Linked DNA regions of Mus musculus: region 1 is linked to region 2. The links are chromatin contacts, called in public promoter capture Hi-C maps. All regions are on one chromosome and are shown on one strand. The core of a region is the stretch at or near the end of the contact, and the rest is flanking DNA. Distances in the headings are between cores, read along the strand shown. Region 1 has its middle 13 kb from the start of Pdk4. Region 2 overlaps Gm46948 (a long non-coding RNA gene).

Region 1 (7,326 bases), core at 2,733-5,232, 1.1 Mb after region 2:
GCCAGTGTGGTTCCTGTCATCATTGTGGTTGAGAGCAACACTTCTGTGAACAATCCAGGTACATTGGTTGCCTAGTTAACCAATCTCTTCATCTTACCCCCTCCTCAGAACCCAACTCGAGTCTCCATTTCCACGATCATGCTCTTACTGTCTTCACAACAGACACCATCATGTCCAAATAATCTACTGGCTGTGCCCTATCCCCTGAAATCTGCTTTCCATACTTTGAACATTTATGTCACTCCTTCTCTCAAGTACAATATCTCAGGAATATAGAGACTCTTTTTCTTGCGCGCGCTCGACTGGCCAGGAAGAACGACGCTGCAACAGGATCCTTCTGCACACGTTTATTGGGAGAGCTTGATTGTAGAGGCGAAAAGACCCCGAGCCCAGAACTGGTGCTGCTTTTATAGGCCTAGGAGAGGCGTGTCTCACACCCGGATTGGTTATGCACTACGCCTCATTTGCATGTTCCTCATCTGATTGGCTACTCTCTCTCTGTACCTCACAGAGCCTCATTATCATACCTCATTTGCATGTCTCACATCTGATTGGTTACTCTTTCTCAGTACCTTACAGAACCTCATTATTATACCTCATTTGCATGTCTCACATCTGATTGGTTATACTCTCAGTACCTTACAGAACCTCATTATCATGCCCGGGCCAGGCAGTGTCTTTGCAAAAAACTTTACTGCATATGTACACATTGGTTGGTTGTCCAAACTTATGCGTGGTGGCCAGCAGTAGTCAGTGCCACTCTGCAACGGCACATGTGGCTTCCCACATCTTTTCACTTCCCTTTATCCCTTGTAAGTCTCCACCTTGCTCTTAGCCAACCATACCTTCAGGGTCCAGCACTATGATTTTATCCTGGAGAAAGTGTTAACTGCCTCTTGATGTTTCACTGCTTGCCAAACTAAACCTTGTTAAACCACTCCAAATATAGAGTGTGGGTACAGACGTCTGCCTATAAACATGATTTCTGTTGTGAGGCCCTTGAATGAATGTAAGATTTTACTCTTCCTTGTTGCCAGGGATGCATTTATATTCCCAGGAGCATATAAACATCCAAATGTCAGGGCAATGAACATTTAGGATGGTAGTGTCCACTGAAATGCTTCTTATCAAATCTGGTCCTAGGTTGTTATTGATCCAACATGTGTATTCCCATCCAAAAGACCAGTTTGTGCCTGGTAAACCCTCTCTGGGTTTCTAGTCTCTGGGAAGTATTTTATTCTGCTGCTCCTGAAGCATACTGGCACATAAGCTTACACTCATTCACCCCAGTGCCTCACTGGGCTGACACAAAATTTACAAGGCTGATCCACACTTGTGTATCTGTAGTTCCCATGCAAATAGTCCTGTTCCTGCTGACTTCTGAGTATCTTGGTGTCAGCGTGAGTTCTAAAAGTTTAAAAATTGAAACAATCTATGGCACTGTGAATCTACAATAAATCACATAAAGATTCCAACAATTACCACCTCCTCCCAGCTATGAAATATTCTTTTTGCATAGAGGGGATAAAAGTTGGAGAAGAAATGACAACAGATTCAGTTGACCCATAAAAGGAGATAGTGTATAGAAAATAAAAACCATGATTTGGTTTTGTGGGTTTGAGAACAAAGGCAAATCAATATTTTAATTTCCTCAGTAAAGTTAACCTTACATTTCTATTAAGTATTTTTGGCTTCTTCTGAGTGCTGCCTTATCTTCCCATATGGGACAAAGTGTCATGGAATCATAAGAAATATTTCCAAAAACCCACGTGATTGATATTTTGAAAACTTAAGCACAGATGTACTCACTATGAAGACTGCCAGGATGTCCATAGTGCTTAGATGTTGGTGGTGTTTATCTTTGCTCCGTAAATGCGTCTCTGATGTTAAACAATGAAATGATAGTTTTTAATTGTAAGCAAGTAAATATTTCAAAAGTTAAAATGGTGATATATGGAGCAAGAGAACTGAAGAATTTGGCAAATACATTCTCTTAAGTAGTTTTTAAAAATAATTAATCAGAATAAATAAATAAATAAATAAATAAGCAAGGTACATTCTCTTAAGAAGGTTTGAAAAAATTAATCAGAATAAATAAACAAACAAACAAATAAATAAGGTAATAGAAATGGGCTAGCATCTCTCTTGTCTTCTTTTCAATCCCCTTGCCATGAAGCACGAGCTAGGTCCCAAGGAGCTGGTGTCCTGCTCTGCTCTCCATTTTCACTTGGACCCAGTGTCTTCTGAGAGCTGCTGCTGGGGTACGGCAAGCTGAAATTCCACAACCTTCCAAGGCTTCTGCCTTTCCTCTGCTTACTGACCATTGCCTACGTTTCCTAAGATCATCACCAAACAAGGTATTCTTCTGTGTAGTCCTGGCACTCACGGAATCCATGTAGAAGTCTCTTACTTAGAAAACTCCAGTGCTTGTCCTAGCCTGCCCTTGGTTCATGTGCTGTGACAGCCTTTGGTAACCTTTCTGACTTTCCACACAGTCAAGCACTCACAGCCAAGTCCTGGGTCATCTGGAAGACACGCATATTCTCTAGAGGAAATCGTTTTGTGGCTGTTTTTATTTTCTCTAACTCAGAGTAGTGTTAAGACAGAAGTTATGTCAACATTACCCTGAGTAAGTCACTTCTTGACGGTCAAAGGACAGAGGCCCAAATGTTACCCGTAAACTGAAAATACTATTTAAATCAAACGTATGGTTTAAAATTGGAAGTTATTCCTTCCCCATACCACTGGGTCTGCTTCACAAGAAGGTAGATTGTTACCTCTCTTTCTGTTTGGTCTAACTTGCCTTGCTGCTCAGCCCTCCAGGCGTGGTGGAGTCAGTGGCCAGCTTGGAGAGGCTCCATGCTTCTGTCTCCTGGTCTAAGGGTCCACCTGGGCTATGAGCAGCAGCATCTGGCCTGACTCCTTTAATGATACAGAAGGACAGTCCTTAGCATGACTATAGGAGGCAAAAAATTAGAATCCATGTATTATCCTACTCTCCTCACTTGCAAAAGAGGGCAGAGAGAGCTAGCAGGAAGCATGGATGTGCTAACCCTCAGTTTGAATAGAAACCTCTGCCTCACTTGCCTGGGGTTCATAAGTTCTACTTAGAAAAAAAAAAGTAAATGTTAAAAAAAACTTTTACATTAGTCTTTTTGATATCTGATTATTAAGAATGTCTGTTTACTTAACAAAGAAAACAGGCAACAGTGTTAACTGAGTTTGAAATACACCAGTTACTGTCTACTCTGTAATTTTGTGTTTTGAGGGTACTGATGTTTTCTTACATGTAAAGACTGGGTCAGATTTGTCTGAGATAAACTAGAATATCTTTGTAACCATCCTGGCAAGACTGAAAATATTCTAGAGACACTGGTCCCCTCCTTTTGACTCTCAGACGATTGAAACCATGATCCCCAAGGAATTGGGATTTCTGCTGGAATCGGTTGGGACAAAAAAGAAGCTGAACTCCAGTGCCAGCCATAGGGATATATCTCCCAGAAAGAGATTTCGCACAGTTCTGAAGAGGTTTTTGGACCACCTGGCAGGCAAGACAGGGGCTGGCTCAAAATGAGGACCCACCCAAACTTGATTATGCTCTTATTTCTGTTTATACCCAGAGATAGACTTGGGAGGGGGTACTAGACTGCTTGACAATGTGGGCAATGGAATACGTCTTCCTCTGTTTTTCTTGTCTCTGTAATTACCCTGTTGAGGATTGTGGAGGAGCCTGGTTTGTTAGGGCTTCCAGGGCCCAGGCTCTGACCCTAACAACTCTTCTAACATCTTCAATTTTAATATCACCACACAGACATACAGTTCTTTCCTCTGCTCTAAAAATAAATTAGAGGAGCCGAAGTGCTGAGTTCAGAAAACATGTTTATAATCTTGAGTGACAAATAGGGTCTGGCTGGATTTCAACAGCCAGTGCTGGGGCCAAAGAGGACCCAGGCAGAGTACGAAAGGTCGGGGCTCTCCTGTTGCATCCTTTCTTCTGCCCTTCACACACTGGGCAGCACTATCTTGTATTTTAATGTCCAGACTCCTGAATGCATGCTGATTCGAGCATTCTTTACTTTAACAACGTGCTATTTCAAGCACAGGGATTATTTTACTTTGCCAGGGCAGCAGTAACTTGTTTCTTGTTTGAAAATAAAGGGACTTCCTGTCCCCACAGTTTTATCTGGGTTGTTTGAGAAGAAGAAAAAAAAAAAAAAGCTCGTCTTACAGAAGCCAGGCAGGTACCACCTTGCTTTCCCAAGGCAGATGAAGTAGGTGAAAGGTTAGTCGCACACCCACTCCAACAGCCCAGCCGGAACTGCCTGGCAGCTCAGTCAACATGGGGAAGTTTAGTAGGTGAAGGGTCACTCTTGTGCAGTAATAACCTTCCATGCATCAACGCCCAGGCATCTAGTTTCTGTTCGTGGAAATAGAGTTCTCTGGGGGAAAGGTTACACCAACCCTAGAATAGCCCATGACTATTCCAACAGCATCCAAGTAGGAGTCTAATGTGCCTTTTCTAAATTCTGTTGCCCAAGTGGAAAAACAGGTTGTGAAGTGCAGTAGGGGCCACCCAGTACTGACTGAGAGGAACTGAATGTCTTGCAGGCTCATATATTTATACTAGATAAATAGAATACATAACAGAAAGGGGAGAGATTCTTTTAAAAAATCTATTACTATAAAAAGAACCTGTGAGTTTTCTTACTACTAGTTCTAGACTAGAGCAGTAGCCCATCTTCAGGCCAGGCTACTAAAGACACTTCAAAACATGCTATAAACTCCCGACTTAGCAAACACTATAGCCCGTGTTCCACATTGTGAGCTGTATGGAGCAAGTGGGCCATGGTGTCTGTTTTCTAGGTCATGTATGGTGGGAAAATAAACAAGAGCAAAGTGGGAAATCATGCCTGTGATGCTGAGATTCTTAAAATTAATACTTTTCTTGCAGCTCTATGTAGACTGGTATAAAATCTCTATTCAAGAAACTAGAACAAAAGCTGTGGCCTCGAGCCCCCTCCCTTGCTTCTTGCCCTAAGACTCTGGCTATGCCGGGCGTGGTGGTGCACACTTTTAATCCCAGCACTCAGGAGGTAGAAGCAGGCAGATTTCTGAGTTCGAGCCCAGCCTGGCCTACAAAGTGAGTTCCAGGACAGCCTGTCTCGAAAAACCACAAAAAAACACACACACAAAAAAAGAGTTTGGCTATTAGATTTTTGCTTGTTTGTTTGTTGTTCACTTTGTTGTTGTTTTAATAGGCTCTAGATTTTATAGGGCAGGGAGGACTGTGTTTGGGAGGCTACCATGGCATAGTTTTGAGAGAGACCTTGCAAACAAGGTTCCATGGTTCCCAGAGTTAGATAAATTCGATCCTGCCACCCCTGAGAGATGCAGAATAGAAGGAATGAGCATGAACAACATCTCAAGATGAATATATACAAAAGACAGAGAGCTGGCTTACTCACAGCACAGACGAAACTTGCCCAATGTCAACTCCATGGAAAGAGAACAGGGTGAACTTAGATAGGTTCATGTTTGCCCGTCTTATCTGAAATCATTGGGTGGTAGACGAAATGTTCTTGACGGTGTCAAGGAGCAGGCAGCTGGATAGACTGTTATTCTGAGAGGAAAGGGTGCGAATGCTGACTGTGAAGGAGAAAACCTAGAAAAGGAGAGCAAGGTAATGGGGGGGGGGGTCCTCTATGCTTTCACCTGAGCCCTCTCCTCCTTTCCTCCATTTCTTACTGCTCCCTCTTATTTTTCTCTTGGTCTTCTTTTAAAGACTGATTCTGAGTTATTCATACCCTTTCATGACTGTTAGTGGATATTACATTCCATGGCACTTTCCAAGAATCTATACCAACTTGATAGCCAATAGGAGGCCACTCTTACTAGACATACTTTTGAGATCTCCAAATGACTGGAGTTCCAAATTCCTTCATATTTTAACCTAACCTCTAATGGAACTCTTAGTTTCTTCTGACTCTGCACTGAAGAACTATTAGGATACAATCTGTCCTTCAGAGAAATGTTTCTAATAGTCTGATCTACCTATTTTAATATTTTAAATTATAAAATCTTTCCAAGCCAGTAAATTGCTACTTCACTGTTTGCCATTTCTCAAGAAGGGAAGATTTGTATGTTGTGGCAACCAAAGAGAAAATTAAGGTAATTTCTCCATAGATCTGGAAAAAGTGGCAATAACTAATGGGTCTGTCCTTTACGAAACATTCTAAGTGAACAGCACATTGGCTACAGAGCCATTTAATGTAGCCATTGGCAGTTTTTCTCATTTAGACCATGGTTAAATTGTTGCATCTGAGTATTGTAGGAGACATATCAGATAAACACTGGCAAGAATTGGTGAGGTATTGATTTTTCTTCAGTCTAAAAGTTTGCTAAGTAAATGAAAAGTAATTTGCCTTCGCTGTAACATTTTCCTGAGGCCTCCCTGAAAGCCAACGCAGGCTTTTCCTTTAGTACCTGAAGTTTAATTACCAGAAAAGCCAAGGACCTGTTAGTCAATCAGACCTCATATGAGAACATTACAATCATTTAGGTGTGAATACATTTTTCCACCCTTACCTTTGATATCCTTCTCCCTGCCCCCTTCAGATCACACCCCTGTGTTCACAGTAACTCTGAAAACACCAAAGGGTAGCTATGGGGTCTTCAGTACACTTTGTGTGCACATCCCAAACTGCACTCATTTGAAATAACAGATGCTGTGTTTTGCAACAGGGAAGGACAGGATGAGAATAAACAGATCACAGGCTCTTCATTTCTTTCTCTTTTTTTTTTTCCATTAAAGATTTTCTGAAAGTAAATATAATCACCCAGTCTCCCCTCCATCCCCGCCCCTTCTCCTTTAAACACCTACTCACTGAGAGAGAATCTTTGGGAGAGAAAAGTCATCCATTTATCTAGGACTCAGTTTCCACTGTAGTAAAAGTCAAATGTTGCACAGATGAGCTCTGGGGTGTAGTTTGGCTTTACTATCTTGCTGTTCACTCATTTCCCCACAGGGTGAGTCTAATCTTTATTGCAGTTCTTTTGATTCATGTTCATCAAGCATAAGCCACTTCTCCAAGGAGGAACTCTGTACAGCATCGGTGGTGGTTTGAATATGCTTGACCCAGGGAGTGGTATTATTAGGAGGTGTGGCCTTGTTGGAGGAAGTGTGTTACTATGGGTATGGGCTCTAAGACCCTCATCTTAGCTGCCTGGAAGGCAGTCTTCTCTAGCTGCCTTCAGATGAAGATATAAAACTCTCAGCTCCATCTGCATGTCCCGACCTGTTTTTATCTTGTGGAGACTCAGAACTCC
Region 2 (6,931 bases), core at 2,217-4,716:
GTGAATTTATTTTCCCATGAGAACTATACTTGAAGAGAAGAAACCTCTGGCCACAGTTTGATGGCTGAGTGTTCGGAGATACTAAGTCAGCAGGAAGCAGAATTATAGGCCTGGGGCCTCATTCCTAGCCCAGAGTTTTATGCAAAAACACCAAAGAAGCAGCACCAAAGAAGGATTGAGAGACAAAGGTAACCATTCAAGAGGCAGTTAAAGTGCACCTGCAATACACAGGTGCTTACAGAGAACACACAATCTTCCTCTGCCATTTATACTTGCAAGAGACCCCGCCACACCCCATCCACAGAAGCTGTGCTCAGGACTTTGTCTAGAATCTGGATAATGCAACGGTCTCTATTCTCTTCTTTACTATCTTGAGGTTGTGTGTTTTTTTTTTTTTTCCTGGACAGAGAGTGGGAGACATTCTGACTCTACAGAGTCCTGTAGAGTCCAAAGGGAGACAAGTAATGCCCCTGTCATGGAGTCTCCAACCCACAGTAGACACAGAGCCAACAGCAGTCAAAACAAGGCACGCTGAGATATGTTAAGCCTGAGAAGCAAAGGGGTTAATTACCACATACAGAAAAAGAACAACAAGCATATACTTTCATTATGGTCCTCTTGTGTCTTTCTATTGTTCCAGGCAATTATTTTTATAACTTTAGAAAAACTCACTGTCTCTATACTAATTTTGCTTATGTGAGAATTCGAGGTGAGTATGTCCTTGAGGCTAAAGCTTTGTCTTTTCTCATCTGGAGACTTTGAAAGCCAGCAAAGTGCTTGGCACATTATTAGTGTTTGTTGATTGAATGAAAGGATGAAGAAATGAATGTAAGTGAAATTAAGACATATTTCTTACTGACAGACACTAATGACTAAAAAAGCCTTCCAACAAATGAGCAGAGTTGACAATTAAAGTGTAAATAGGAATCTAATGAATGTTCTAATTGATCTTCCCTGCTTTAAAATGTAGCCAGAATTTTTTAACCTTGAGATACAATTCTCAGCAAATTAGTAGACTGTCCTTGTGTGAAAATCTCTTTAATCAATCTAATAGTTGTCTGCTCCACTATAGACTTCAACTCTGCTGCCAAATTGGTGTTTTGTTTTGTTCGCCTTAACAAGAGTTATTCATTAATAATGCATTTATATACATGGACATATTTTACATTAACATGTGTTTAGTTTAGCACCTTGTACTTTTATGAAAATATATAATATAGAATACGTGTTATTTATTAAAAGCTTTTTGAGGGTAGTAAGACTAAGAAGTAGAAGGAAATTCTTTTCTGAGGATTTTGCCTGAAAGGAAACAATAAATCAGGCTTTAAAGGGATTTTTTACTTTAAATTGATTCTTTCTCTAGTTCTTCTGAAGTCTCAAGAACATGGCTCCTAAACATGCCTTAGCCCGCTGACAAGCTTAACAGAGTTTAGAAAGGACTAACCATGAGGTAGCTTTAAAAAAAAAAGTTATTTATCTGTACTAGACCACTCACTTCCAGACTACAAGATTTGGAGGCTACATGGTGATTTTAAACTTGGAATCCATGGGAGCGATGAGCATTGTCCCCACCCAGCAGAGGGGACAGTAAGGGTAAGTAGTGTTTTGGTCTGGAACCCAAAGTAGCTCCAGTTGCATTGCAGGGAGCTAAGGGAAGCCAGTAGGGCATAGCACTCTAGTTACTTCCATCTGCAGGAAGACAAAGGAAAAGGTTGCAACTGTTTCTTGGTGAAAAAGATGTGTGCTGTGATTAAGGTTATGGGATCCCAAGGGGCCAGCCCTAAACACACAAAAATATCAGCAACTCTAGTCATGATTAATGGAGAGGTCATGATTTTGAGTTCAAATGAAAAAATGCTAAATGAGAGTTAGAAAGGGTATGGTGTGGTGTATGAAATTCTAAAACAAACAAACACACAAAATTAAAAAGATCCAGCCTCGGAGTTTTTTTTAAGTACTACGGGAACTAACGGTACACATCCCTCACACAGGAGTACGGGGAGATGCTCATACACGTGGACAACTACAGCCTACAGAGAGGATTTCTATATAAATCAAAGACCCAAAGATTACATTCCCCAGGGATTTGGGATTTGGAGGTTGGGAAGCTTTCAAACAAAGCATTACAATTTGCCAGGGGAGTGGGGGTGGGGTGGGGGGAAGCATCCGTGCTAACGATCTACCAGACACTGAGAGAACAACTACACACAATTCCAGCAGGGGTGGACTAAAGCCTCTACTTTCCTATGAATCCTCCAGCAACCAACCCCTCCCCCCATGCCCCTTCCTGCTGCAGTTATCTGGCCTAGAAGAAATAGGGGTTGAGAAGAGGCAGGAGGCAGGAGGCAGGGGATTGCGGATAACATTCCCTGCCCTTGCTTTCAAATCCTTCAAGCCACTCTCTTCAACAGACCTGGGTAAGGGACAGTGAGAAGCCTCAACTTCAATTACCATGGAGACTAGCACAGGAAAGTCCAGCCTCTAATGACCAAAATACCCCACCCACCCAAGCTCGAAGGACACAAGATGTCTCATTATCTGAGGTCAACCAAAAGAGCTATTGTGTTGTTTCAGGAATTCATCCAGGGACAGAAAAGAATTTGTCTCACAGAGTGGGTGGGAGGGCAGTGGGAGTCAGGAGAGGACCTTTTGACCTCCGACAAGGACTTCACTTGGTTATTACAGCAAGGATGGTTTACAACATCCAGATTCCAGAATCTTCCCAGTCTTTAAACAGGTTCTCCAAGGAAGTATGAGGGGGGAAATGCATTTCATTGTTTGCTTTCTATGTAGTTCTCTACAGAAATCCTAAGAAAGATTAAGAAGTGCTTCCAGCCCCTACTGATCTCCGGAAGCCCTAACTCTGACTCAGGCAGTCAAACAACAGTGCAAATTCATTTTGCTAGGAGTTCAGAACTTGATATGTGGCTCTGCACTCCCTGCCCCCTTTCCACCACAACCTCTCCTATTGCTGCACAGTAACTGGGGAGTTTGTTTTCAGATGGTATGCTGGAAATAAACACATGCCAGAAAAACCTGCTCTCCCTTACTTCACATCCTCTCCTCTCCTCTCCTCTCCTCGCAGCAAGATCCTCCATGAAGGAAGCATTTGCTTGCAAGCCATCATTGTTTCCTTTTCCACAGACTCAGCCTCTTTCCGGAGGCTGGCCTGGGCTCTCCACACCCACAGGAGTAGTCCTAGCCCTCCTTCCAAGGAGTTGTGGCTTTAGCCCCTACCCGGCAGGTTTAGTGGCAGAGGTCTCAGTATGCCTGGAGCCTAAACCCACAGGAAGATGAAACAACACAAACTTGGAACTTAGAGGACCTCATTTGAAACTGTTATCCTGAAAAGTGATGCAACGGTTAAAGAAGAGAGAAAAATTGGGCTCTTAAAAACCAGGCGGCCGTTATTATGTCGGACTAGGAAAGTAACCACAAAGTGTTCTTAATGTGACTCAGTGGTTATCATTTCAAACCAGACCAAGACCAGGAAGATGCGAGGATAATCATGAAATAGGAGGCACGCCGCGGTGGAGCACCAGTTAGTTCCAAATGTGTTCATTTATTCATTTGCAGTAATGGCCTCAGAAATCAGTGGAGTGGTCTCCAGGATGTAGAGGAGTAAAATACTTTTCCAACCTTTATAGTCACATGACTAATTCGGATTTCAAAAGGAACACTAACTTGCTAAGGGTACTATAAAAAGAGAAAGGGAGAGAGTGCAAATTCCACCCCGCTTTAAGCTTTAATCGTGGTCCATGGCAAGTCCCCCTAATGACTTCCAGCTGCTTCCATTTGGTTAGTTGCTTTGACAGACCTCTCCTACAAACTTGGAACATTTAACGAAAGGGGGAAGGAAAAAAAGGTTTCCTTTGCCTTCCTTCCACTGCATTCTAACCAAAAGCAGATTTTTGCTGGATTATATAAGAATGTGATGAGTTGGAAGGAGTGGGGGAGGGGAGGGCGGAGCCAAAAGCCTGCCTCTGCTTTTTGCAGTCTCCACAAACCATTCCACAGGAGGCCCAGAGGAAAAACTGCTCACCCGGGGAGCCCACACCCTTCTCCTGTAGAAGCCAAAGGTTACTTTTACTTGGATGTACTGTAATGTCTGAAGTGAAGAGACTACCCAAAATTAAGCTACAGCAGAATGGTTGCAAATAATAGTGTTAAAAGTTTTAAATATTTTAAAAGTTTTCTCGTATCCCTTCCTCTCCTCCATCACAATGCGAAAGTTATTTACTGTCAAATTCTTACAAACTGAATGGCCTAAAGTTAAATCATCTCTCTCTTTGCATAAAAGCAGAGAACAATAAAAATATGAAGAATAATATTACAAAAGATGGTTTTAATATTTTTATTAACACAGACCTCTCTTTTTCTGTGTTTCCTCGCAGGCTTCTGGGGCTTGAATGTAGGGTTTCATAGATGCCATTCATGCACGCTGAATAAGAGAGCCTATTATAAATCATGAGCTGGGGTTGAGGATTTAACTCAGTGTACAGCACTTGCCTAGCAAGCACAAGGCCTTGGGTTTGATCCTCAGATCTGGGGAAAAAAAAATCATGAGCTGAGATTTCATATCCTTCTTAGAATCTTAGTTTCCGTCTTAGAATCTTAGTTTTGTTCCGAGCATACGCCTTTTTTTTTTTTTTTCTTTCTTTTTTGGTTCTTTGGAAACAGGGTTTCTCTGTATAGCCCTGCGGTCCTGGAATTCACTTTGCAGACCAAAGCTGGCCTCGAACTCAGAAATCCGAGAGTGCTGGGATTAAAGGCATGCACCACCACACCAGGCCAGCATACTCTTTAAAAGCTGAAGTCATCACTTCTTAAGGGTTCTCTGAGATCACCATCCGTCCCCCGCCCTCCCCCCTCCACAACTTCTAGTAGTAATAGCACACATTAGGTTGGTTTTCCATGAATACATGTGGGAGAAAGAAAAGCTTTTGGGGATGGATCAAGCAAGGTGAAAAAGAAAGACATTGTATTTGATGAATTAATAGACCATTTGCGATTCTGAGCATCTATAATTCTCAGTATAAAAATAGATCGCATATTTTCATTTGTAGGACAGACAGCAAAGAACTTCGGTGGGTCTTCATATCCCTCTAGTAAAAATTACCCCAGACATCTAAAAATGTATTCATCTTTTGAAAATTTGTTAAAAATTAGCCTGTTGCTACCGTTACAAACTAGTCAGTAAGAAAATGATATTTATACTCTATCCCAGATGCTTTATTTATTAATATTGCATGTTTAACACTGCATCTCTGCAAGTAGGCACTTTTTAAAAATAATATTAATGAATTGTATTTAAATTATCAGAGGTAAAAGAAATAATAGTCAAGTAGGTCTTGGAGAGACATCTGATACTTATCTACTTTTATTTTAACTTCTTTTTAAAAATATTGGGTACAAGAGATATTAAAACTCAAATATAATTTTCTCCTACATCTTATTTTTCAGAATTTAGGAACATTTAGGAACATTCAGAATATGAGGATAATCATGCTATTAGCTGGAGAAAGTACCATTTCTTGTCCTCAGATGTAAATGTAGGCTTCACCTGTATGCATAGCCTTCCTTCAGGAAGTTTTGGGGAATTAAGTCTCCCTAAAACACAGGAAATTCTCCCTGTTATGATATTTCTTTTTCCTGTTTTGGGGTTTGCATTTTAATATTTAATGTTTCATTTTTAAATTTAATTTAATATTTTACTTTATTTTACAAAATTTAATATTTTAATTTAATTTAATATTTAATGTTATCTGTTGATTTTCTTGTTTACTGCCAACATTTTGTTCAGAGGCTCTCACGTATGACGGACCATGCACTAGGAGCAGAGAAATCCACCTGTTTATAATTTTGACAACTGGTAAACCCAGGAATTACCCTGGTTTTGAAGTAGATTCTCCATTTCTTTATGTATTGATCATTTCAGTAAAATCTCAGCCATGAAATTGTTCATTTCCAAAGTAAGAATTATGTAGATTAAATTGGTCAGCACTGCAGAATGTGTGTGTGCTGTAGTCTACATAGATTTTCTTTTGCTTGGCCACCTTTTTAATGTATTTTTAATCTTCCTGTTTATTTCTTCATCTTACTTTTCATTAAACATACTCATATATAAAACATTACTAAAAAATATCCCTATGCCACATTTCTTTTCCTTCCAAGTGATAAATTCCTTAATTACATTGGCAGCACCTGGTCCAACTTTCCATCCTGGGGGACAGCTGCTGACACAGAGACAGCATTAAGAATAGCTTCTTACGAGCTCTGGGGGTACTGCTTAGTTTATATTGTTGTTCCACCTATAGGGTTGCAGACCCCTTCAGCTCCTTGGGTGCTTTCTCTAGCTTCTCCATTGGGGGCCCGGTGTTCCATCTTATAGATGACTGTGAGCATCCACTTCTGTATTTGCCAAGCACTGGCATAGCCTCATATGAGACAGGGTCCCTATAACAGGGTCCCTTCAGCAAAGTCTTTCTGGCATATGCAATAGTGTCTGGGTTTGGTGGCTGATAATGGGATGGATCCCTGGGTGGGTTAGTCTCTGGATAGTCCATCCTTTCGTCTTAGCTCCAAATTTTGTCCCCGTAACTCCTTTCATGGGTATTTTGTTCCCTATTCTAAGGAGGAATTGGCCATCACTGGGGAGAGAGGCCCCTTGGTTTTGCAAACTTTATATGCCCCAGTACAGGGGAATGCCAGGGTGGGTGGGTAGGGGAGCTTGGCAGAGGGAGGGTATAGGGAACTTTCAGGATAACATTTGAAATGTATATAAAGAAAATATCTAATAAAAAAGAAAGAGAGAGAGAGAGAGAGAGAGAGAGAGAGAGAGAGAGAGAGAGAGAGAGAGAGGAAGGAAGGAAGGAAGGAAGGAAGGAAGGAAGGAAGGAAGGAAGGAAGGAAGGAAGAATAGCTTGTTAGA

Evidence for each region. Promoter capture Hi-C pulls out the DNA fragments that hold promoters and counts their contacts.
Region 1: a contact with region 2 is called in a promoter capture Hi-C map of 3T3-L1-derived adipocytes, with 2.3 times the contacts expected there. The contact joins two enhancer-like sites. A contact is called at or near these places in 4 of 39 promoter capture datasets (the 3T3-L1 cell line, 3T3-L1-derived adipocytes, hippocampal neurons and 1 more), 1 of 115 datasets of contacts at active chromatin or transcription factors (the NIH/3T3 cell line) and 1 of 9 other capture datasets (embryonic stem cells).

The regions. Positions count from the first base shown.
Region 1 is chr6:5,505,554-5,512,879 of GRCm38.p6, forward strand. No RefSeq gene overlaps it. Among named protein-coding and RNA genes, the nearest start is that of Pdk4, 13 kb to the left of the region's middle. Within about 2 kb of position 3,983, at least 106 of the 459 cell types and tissues checked have an H3K27ac peak or open chromatin away from gene starts, as enhancers often do. A contact at or near this core is called in 3T3-L1-derived adipocytes and the NIH/3T3 cell line, where this site is marked.
Region 2 is chr6:4,453,900-4,460,830 of GRCm38.p6, forward strand. The region is part of intron 1 of Gm46948 (a long non-coding RNA gene); the gene reads right to left. Among named protein-coding and RNA genes, the nearest start is that of Gm46948, 7.9 kb to the right of the region's middle. Within about 2 kb of position 3,467, at least 113 of the 459 cell types and tissues checked have an H3K27ac peak or open chromatin away from gene starts, as enhancers often do. A contact at or near this core is called in 3T3-L1-derived adipocytes and the NIH/3T3 cell line, where this site is marked.